Linked DNA regions of Mus musculus: region 2 is linked to region 1. The links are chromatin contacts, called in public promoter capture Hi-C maps. All regions are on one chromosome and are shown on one strand. Each heading gives the region's core, a stretch centred on a gene start, on an enhancer-like site or on the middle of the called end of the contact. The rest is flanking DNA. Distances are from core to core; before and after follow the strand shown.

Region 1 (2,722 bases), core at 89-2,588:
TGAAAAGTTGAATTTCATGGTTAAAGTTCTTAAACTTAAAACTCTTAGAAGATGACTACATTGAAAGACTACGTTCAGCATGTATCCAATGATCTGTTGCATAGTTAGATGGTCAGTCATCTTTGACTTTTCAATTCCTGCTGAATTTCTGAGCTTTCTCACCTCTTAGTCTCATTAGAAGAACGTAGCATTTGGTCATACGCAAATACTCTGCAACCCAGTGGGTCTACCTCTGAGGGTCTCTGGGTCACAAGGATGATTTAGCTGTCACAGGGAGGGCAGCATCGCCATCTCAGCTCTGTGTCCACCAATCTCGGTAAAGCCCAGAGGATCTTTCTCCATGTTTCTTCATGGTTTGATAAGGAAATGAGGCTTGGTGAACATTTAGTGAAAGTTGGGATTAAGGCTCATAGTCAGTATTTGAAGGCTCCAGGAACTGAACTGTGATCTACTGACTCAGAAATAAGGCCTTTCACATTATCTACCTGTAATTCGGAGGATGCAGAGAAAGAAAACAAAAGTGAATCCCCAGGTTAAGATGTAGCAAATGGCACCAAACATCCGTGGCTCAACTCTTGTCATGCATGCTAATTAATAAATAGCACCTCTGAATACAAGTTTCTTCCAGATTAACAGGAGAGGGTCCCTGATAAATACTGTTCACTGACAGCAACTCGTTTTTTATTTCAGAACCTTTTAAGGAAGTTTGCTTGTAAAGGCAAGTCATTTTCCTAGGCAATGTACCCAGGTCCTAAACGAACACTGACTTAACAGAACCCTGCCTGGCCCTCAGTCGGTTACCTTGTGCTGTTGAGAGTGGACGTTCTAAACAAAAAGCTTCAACAGAAATTAACAGCAACTACAATGATATAGCAACATCTCCCACGGCTAGTGGCGTTTCCTCTGGAAAGGGATGTGGAAAGGGAGGTTGAAATTTTTTCTTAATCTGAAAAGAATTCTGTCCCCCCACCTCTCTACCCCTGTCTGTCTCTCTCCCGTTTCTGAGTCCTCTTCTTCTGGGTTCGAGTGCATTCTGACCATTATGCTTAGGTGGAAAGTTGAAAGACAGCAAACCTGCTACAGCCACCCAGAGCTACTGACGGGTGGGCGAGCAAAGTTCTAGGGCTGAGCGTTCCTTTCTCAGCTCCTTGGCCAGGCAGGCGCTCGCGGCTACCTGCCCTGCTTGGCGCCGCACTGAAGATTCGCCGCGGCGGAACAGTTGAGTCTCCATCTGGCTACCAACCCACCCGAGCTTTCTTCTCCTCCATCACCACCTTCCTGCCTCCCCCTCCTCCCCCTCCTTTCCGTCTTCCCTCTCCACCCCCGCCCCCAATCTCCTCCTCTTTTTCTCACTACAAGCGGTTGCTGATGCTGAAGCCGAGCGTCACTTCGGCTCCCACGGCAGACATGGCGACATTGACAGTGGTCCAGCCGCTTACTCTGGACAGAGGTAAGGGAGCGGCTGGTCCGTCAGGCCACACAGTCCGCACCGCTTCGCCCTCCGCCCTGCCCAGTCCCACAGGGAAGGCAGGATGCGCTCGGGCAGGGGCAGCTGGGGGAGGAGGATCAGCCCAGGAGGGTTTCGCGCCCGGAGCAGGACACTTTCTTCCCCTCTCTCCTCTCCTGGTCCCCGCTGCCCCTTCTTGCTGCGCTCTCCGGGGCGTAGGTGCTTGCCAGGGCTCGAATGTTTCAGCTGACAGTCTCGGTCCCTCGCCGGGTCGCCTCCGGGCCCCGGCTTTGTTGGAGAGGATGCGCCGGGACCGCTGAGCGCTGGTGACTGGAGGTTGAAGAGGGGCAGAGAAAGCTCTCCCAGCCAGAGCTTGCTAAGGGACCAGTGGGGAAGCTAGCTGCCAACTGCCGGCGCGGGGACCCGAAGGGAGGAAGTTTGTCCCCGCGCTGGAGATGAGGGGTCTGTGCAGCTGTTGTGACTGGGAGATCGCCCCAGGGCGGCAGGGCGCTTGGCTGGGAAGCTGGGTGCAAAGCCGCGGGACTGCCTGGCTAGGGCGCTGCCCTCGGGCGAAAGGGCAGAGCAGAGCTCGGGCAACCTTCGCTGGCTCAGGGACACCGCATCCGGAGCCGAGCCGGCTTGGCTCCAGCTTCCCGCTCGGAGCTGCGGCTCTGGTCTTGGTACTCCCTCAGCCTGCAGTTCCAGGGAGGTAGCAACTCCTGTCTCCTGCTCCAGCAAACCTTGTTCTTCACCAGTCAAGTGTACCTCAGTGCCTGGGCTGCAGAAGGCGCGGAGACAAAGCGCAGGCTGGGTAACTGTTTAACTTCTAGCCTGTGACCTGTGCGTCCTACTCTTTGGCTGAAACGGAAAGAGCTTTTGCTCAAACCTTTCCAAACCTTTCCAAACCTTTCTCTAGGATCGGGCCCTGCTGAGTGCACCCGAGTAGTACCTGGCGGTGGATGGGAGTTTCCTTTCTGCCTCACCAGGTCCAGTTAGTTATTAGGGCTCCAGAGTCCCCAGCTCTGCAGAGAGAGGGCACCTCTAGCTCTGGGTCCGCAGCGGCGGGGCTTAGGACCCGGTGCAGTCATTTGAAAATGCTGTGCTCAGAAGAAAATGATTTAGTCCTTGTCCCTCTAAAATTTCTCTTTCTGGAGGATTAAACTAGCGGCCCAGCAAAGCAAAAAGAGCATCGTACAGCGAGCACAGTGGCAAAGCTGGTAAACTGTATTTGAGGTTCTTAATGTGGAGAGATCTCTGGTGACTTTAACTCAATCT
Region 2 (2,722 bases), core at 120-2,619, 85 kb after region 1:
GAGGAACTGTATTAAAGGAACTCAAGTATTTAGGAAGGTTGATAATTATTGACACTGAGATTTTTCAAAAAGCTAAAAATAAGTCTACCATCTGATCAGGCTATACCACTCCTTAGCATATGCCCTGAATGTAAACATCATACTCTATAGGTACTTCTCAGCCACCTTCATTGCTGTTCTATTCAGAATAGTTAGGAAATAGAAACAACCTTTACCTGATGAATGTGCAATGAAAATTTGGTGCAAATATACTATGGAATTCTACGCAACTAGAAAGAAAAATGAAATCCTAAACTTTGCAGGTAAAGGATAGAACTGGCAAAGATCATATTGAATGAAGTGCAAGTATTGTTTGCTATGTTTATGTTTAATTGTTAGAGGATTTATCATGAGTACCCTCTTAGGTGACTGAACCATCATCATTAGGGCATATGATTAAAGAACTCAACAGAACAGCAGGAGGGAGCACGGGCAGTCTGCACAGGTCAAGCCAAATCAAATCTACACCAATAGCATCTTGGGGAGGTTTCTGTGTCCACTTGGAAGCTGATTACAGCCCTTTATTGAGGGAATGCAACAACCACTTTGCTGTAAAACAAACCTTGAACTTACAGATTTTAAAAAACAAAAGAAAAATGTTGGGTTGCACTCATATCCTTGATTTACTTCAGTTTCCCATTTTAATCTGCAACAAAATGGAAAACAGAGTCATTTTTAGGGAGTGTATATTTTTCCCGATAAATGAATGAGCTGGAAGTAGAGAACCTTAATGATGTCGGCTGCAAATTCTCATCCATTTTTCTTTCCTCATCCATTTTTAAACTAGCCGATTTTCTTCCTTTATTTTTTTCAAGGCTGCATATATTTGAGCCCGAGCTCCTTTTTAGTAACAGCTTAGGACCTGGTGATTGTTTTATAAGACTGTTATTCACCTTCTGAGACTAATAACAGATAACAAGCACATGCTTAGAATGTGTGCAGTAGAAAATGGGAGGATGGTTAGAATTTTTTTGGCAGAAAGCTTCTTTCTGTAAAGAGTGTAGTCTGGTATTGCAGTAGTGATAAATCAGGGTGGTACGAACAAAGACAAGAGCCCAATCCAGAATTCTTCATTCTGTCGTTTCCTTTCCTTTAAAAAGAAAAAAAATCTGATTAACCCACTGCTCAGACTGCAGTTCCCAGCCCAGGGTGAACAAGGAGAAGTATTCACCCTCCTTTCAGCTCTCGTGCTCATAAGAAGCGTGAGTCTTGCCCTCTTTGTTGCATCCTTGTGATTTTGAGGGAGATTTTGCTGTTTAAAGTGATCCAAGCTGAAGGTCTATCAGTGTGCTGGAGCACTAGGAGTCTGCTACGTGTCCTGAAGAGAAGAGGCTTATTTCAAAATACATTTTGCTCAGGCATGCTGTGTTACTGGCCTTGAACTCGCTGATGATGATTCACTACTATGTTTGAAAAAAATTTAAAAAGTTTAAACATTAACAGAGACATGAAAATGTAATGAGAAACTCACAGGATCCTATTGGTGTAACTGTCTCTGCAAGCAGTACTTCAATGTTGGCTAGTCCATGCTTGCAGAAGTTTCCTGGACCATCATGGTTTGCAACAGGAATCAATGGTAGTTAGTCCTTATGTTCAAATGATCGATTTAAGAAGTGAGATCAGGTCTAGGTGATATGTTCACATCATATAAAGGAACACAGTTTATAAACATGCAGAATGAACTATTTTACAAGGTTTAGAGATTGATAAATTGTGCTTCATCCACGGTAGCATTCGTAAAAGTTGACTTGGTCATAGTTAGCACAATTATAACCTCAGTTGTTGGATGATTTCATTGGAAAAGGATGGAACTTGGAGATGGCTCAGTCAGTAAAGTGTTTGCCTTCCAAGGTTGAACATTGATTCCTGTATTCCACAGAGTAAGACTATGTGTGTTGGAACACATTTGTAATCCCAGAACTGGAGAAGTAGAAACAGATGGAGACTGGTGGTTTGCAAGCCAAGGAGAGGCCATGTCTCAAAAAACAAGAGGAGTAGTTCCTAAGGAATAGCATCAAAGGATGTCTGCTGGCCTCTGTATGCACATACATACCTTGCTGTAAAACAAACCTTGAATGTATAGGTTTTGCTTTTATTTTAAAAGCAAAAGAACAACTGAACTTGTCCAAAACCAGCGTGTACATACAAAGAAAAGAGGAAGAATTAGAAAGGAAGGAGGGGAGGAAGGGAGGGAGGGAGGGAGGTAGGGAGGGAGGGAGGGAGGGAGGGAGGGGAGGGAGGGAGGGAGGGAGGGAGGGAAGGAAGGAAGGAAGGAAGGAAGGAAGGAAGGAAGGAAGGAAGGAAGGAAGGAAGGAAGGAGAAAAAGAACCAAATCCTCCATTTCCCTATGTTGAGATCTATTTTGAAAGTTACTGTTATCCAATCAGCCTTTAGTGAACCTAAAGCGATTTCAACATATGAATTTTCTAAAAGAGTACTAACAGCTCAGACCATGGCAGTTACTAAAACAAACAGTGGCTTTTCATTTTTCAGTTATCTTTTCATATATACATTATGATACATTTATAACATTAAATATGGCATTACCTTGAAAATAATTTAGACAACATTAAATTTATGGGAAACATTTTCCAAAACATTTAAAACATAAAATAAGACTATATACATCATCTAGACAAATTCATAAACAATTCTTGTGCATACACTTATAGACCTATCACAT

What was found. Promoter capture Hi-C pulls out the DNA fragments that hold promoters and counts their contacts.
Region 2: a promoter capture Hi-C map of liver shows a contact between it and region 1. The contact joins the enhancer-like site here to the promoter of Lin7a in region 1. A contact is called at or near these places in 1 of 39 promoter capture datasets (liver), 10 of 484 Hi-C or Micro-C datasets (brain, cerebellar granule neurons, cerebellum and 3 more), 3 of 115 datasets of contacts at active chromatin or transcription factors (PVALB interneurons, fibro-adipogenic progenitors and hepatocytes) and 1 of 9 other capture datasets (adipose tissue).

The regions. Positions count from the first base shown.
Region 1 is chr10:107,270,493-107,273,214 of GRCm38.p6, forward strand. It overlaps Lin7a (lin-7 homolog A (C. elegans)), which reads left to right and starts at 1,339. Exons shown (of 6, transcript NM_001039354.1): 1 at 1,339-1,450. The coding sequence starts at 1,369.
Region 2 is chr10:107,355,587-107,358,308 of GRCm38.p6, forward strand. All of the region lies in intron 2 of Lin7a (lin-7 homolog A (C. elegans)), which reads left to right. Among named protein-coding and RNA genes, the nearest start is that of Lin7a, 85 kb to the left of the region's middle. Within about 2 kb of position 1,370, at least 2 of the 459 cell types and tissues checked have an H3K27ac peak or open chromatin away from gene starts, as enhancers often do. A contact at or near this core is called in hepatocytes and liver, where this site is marked.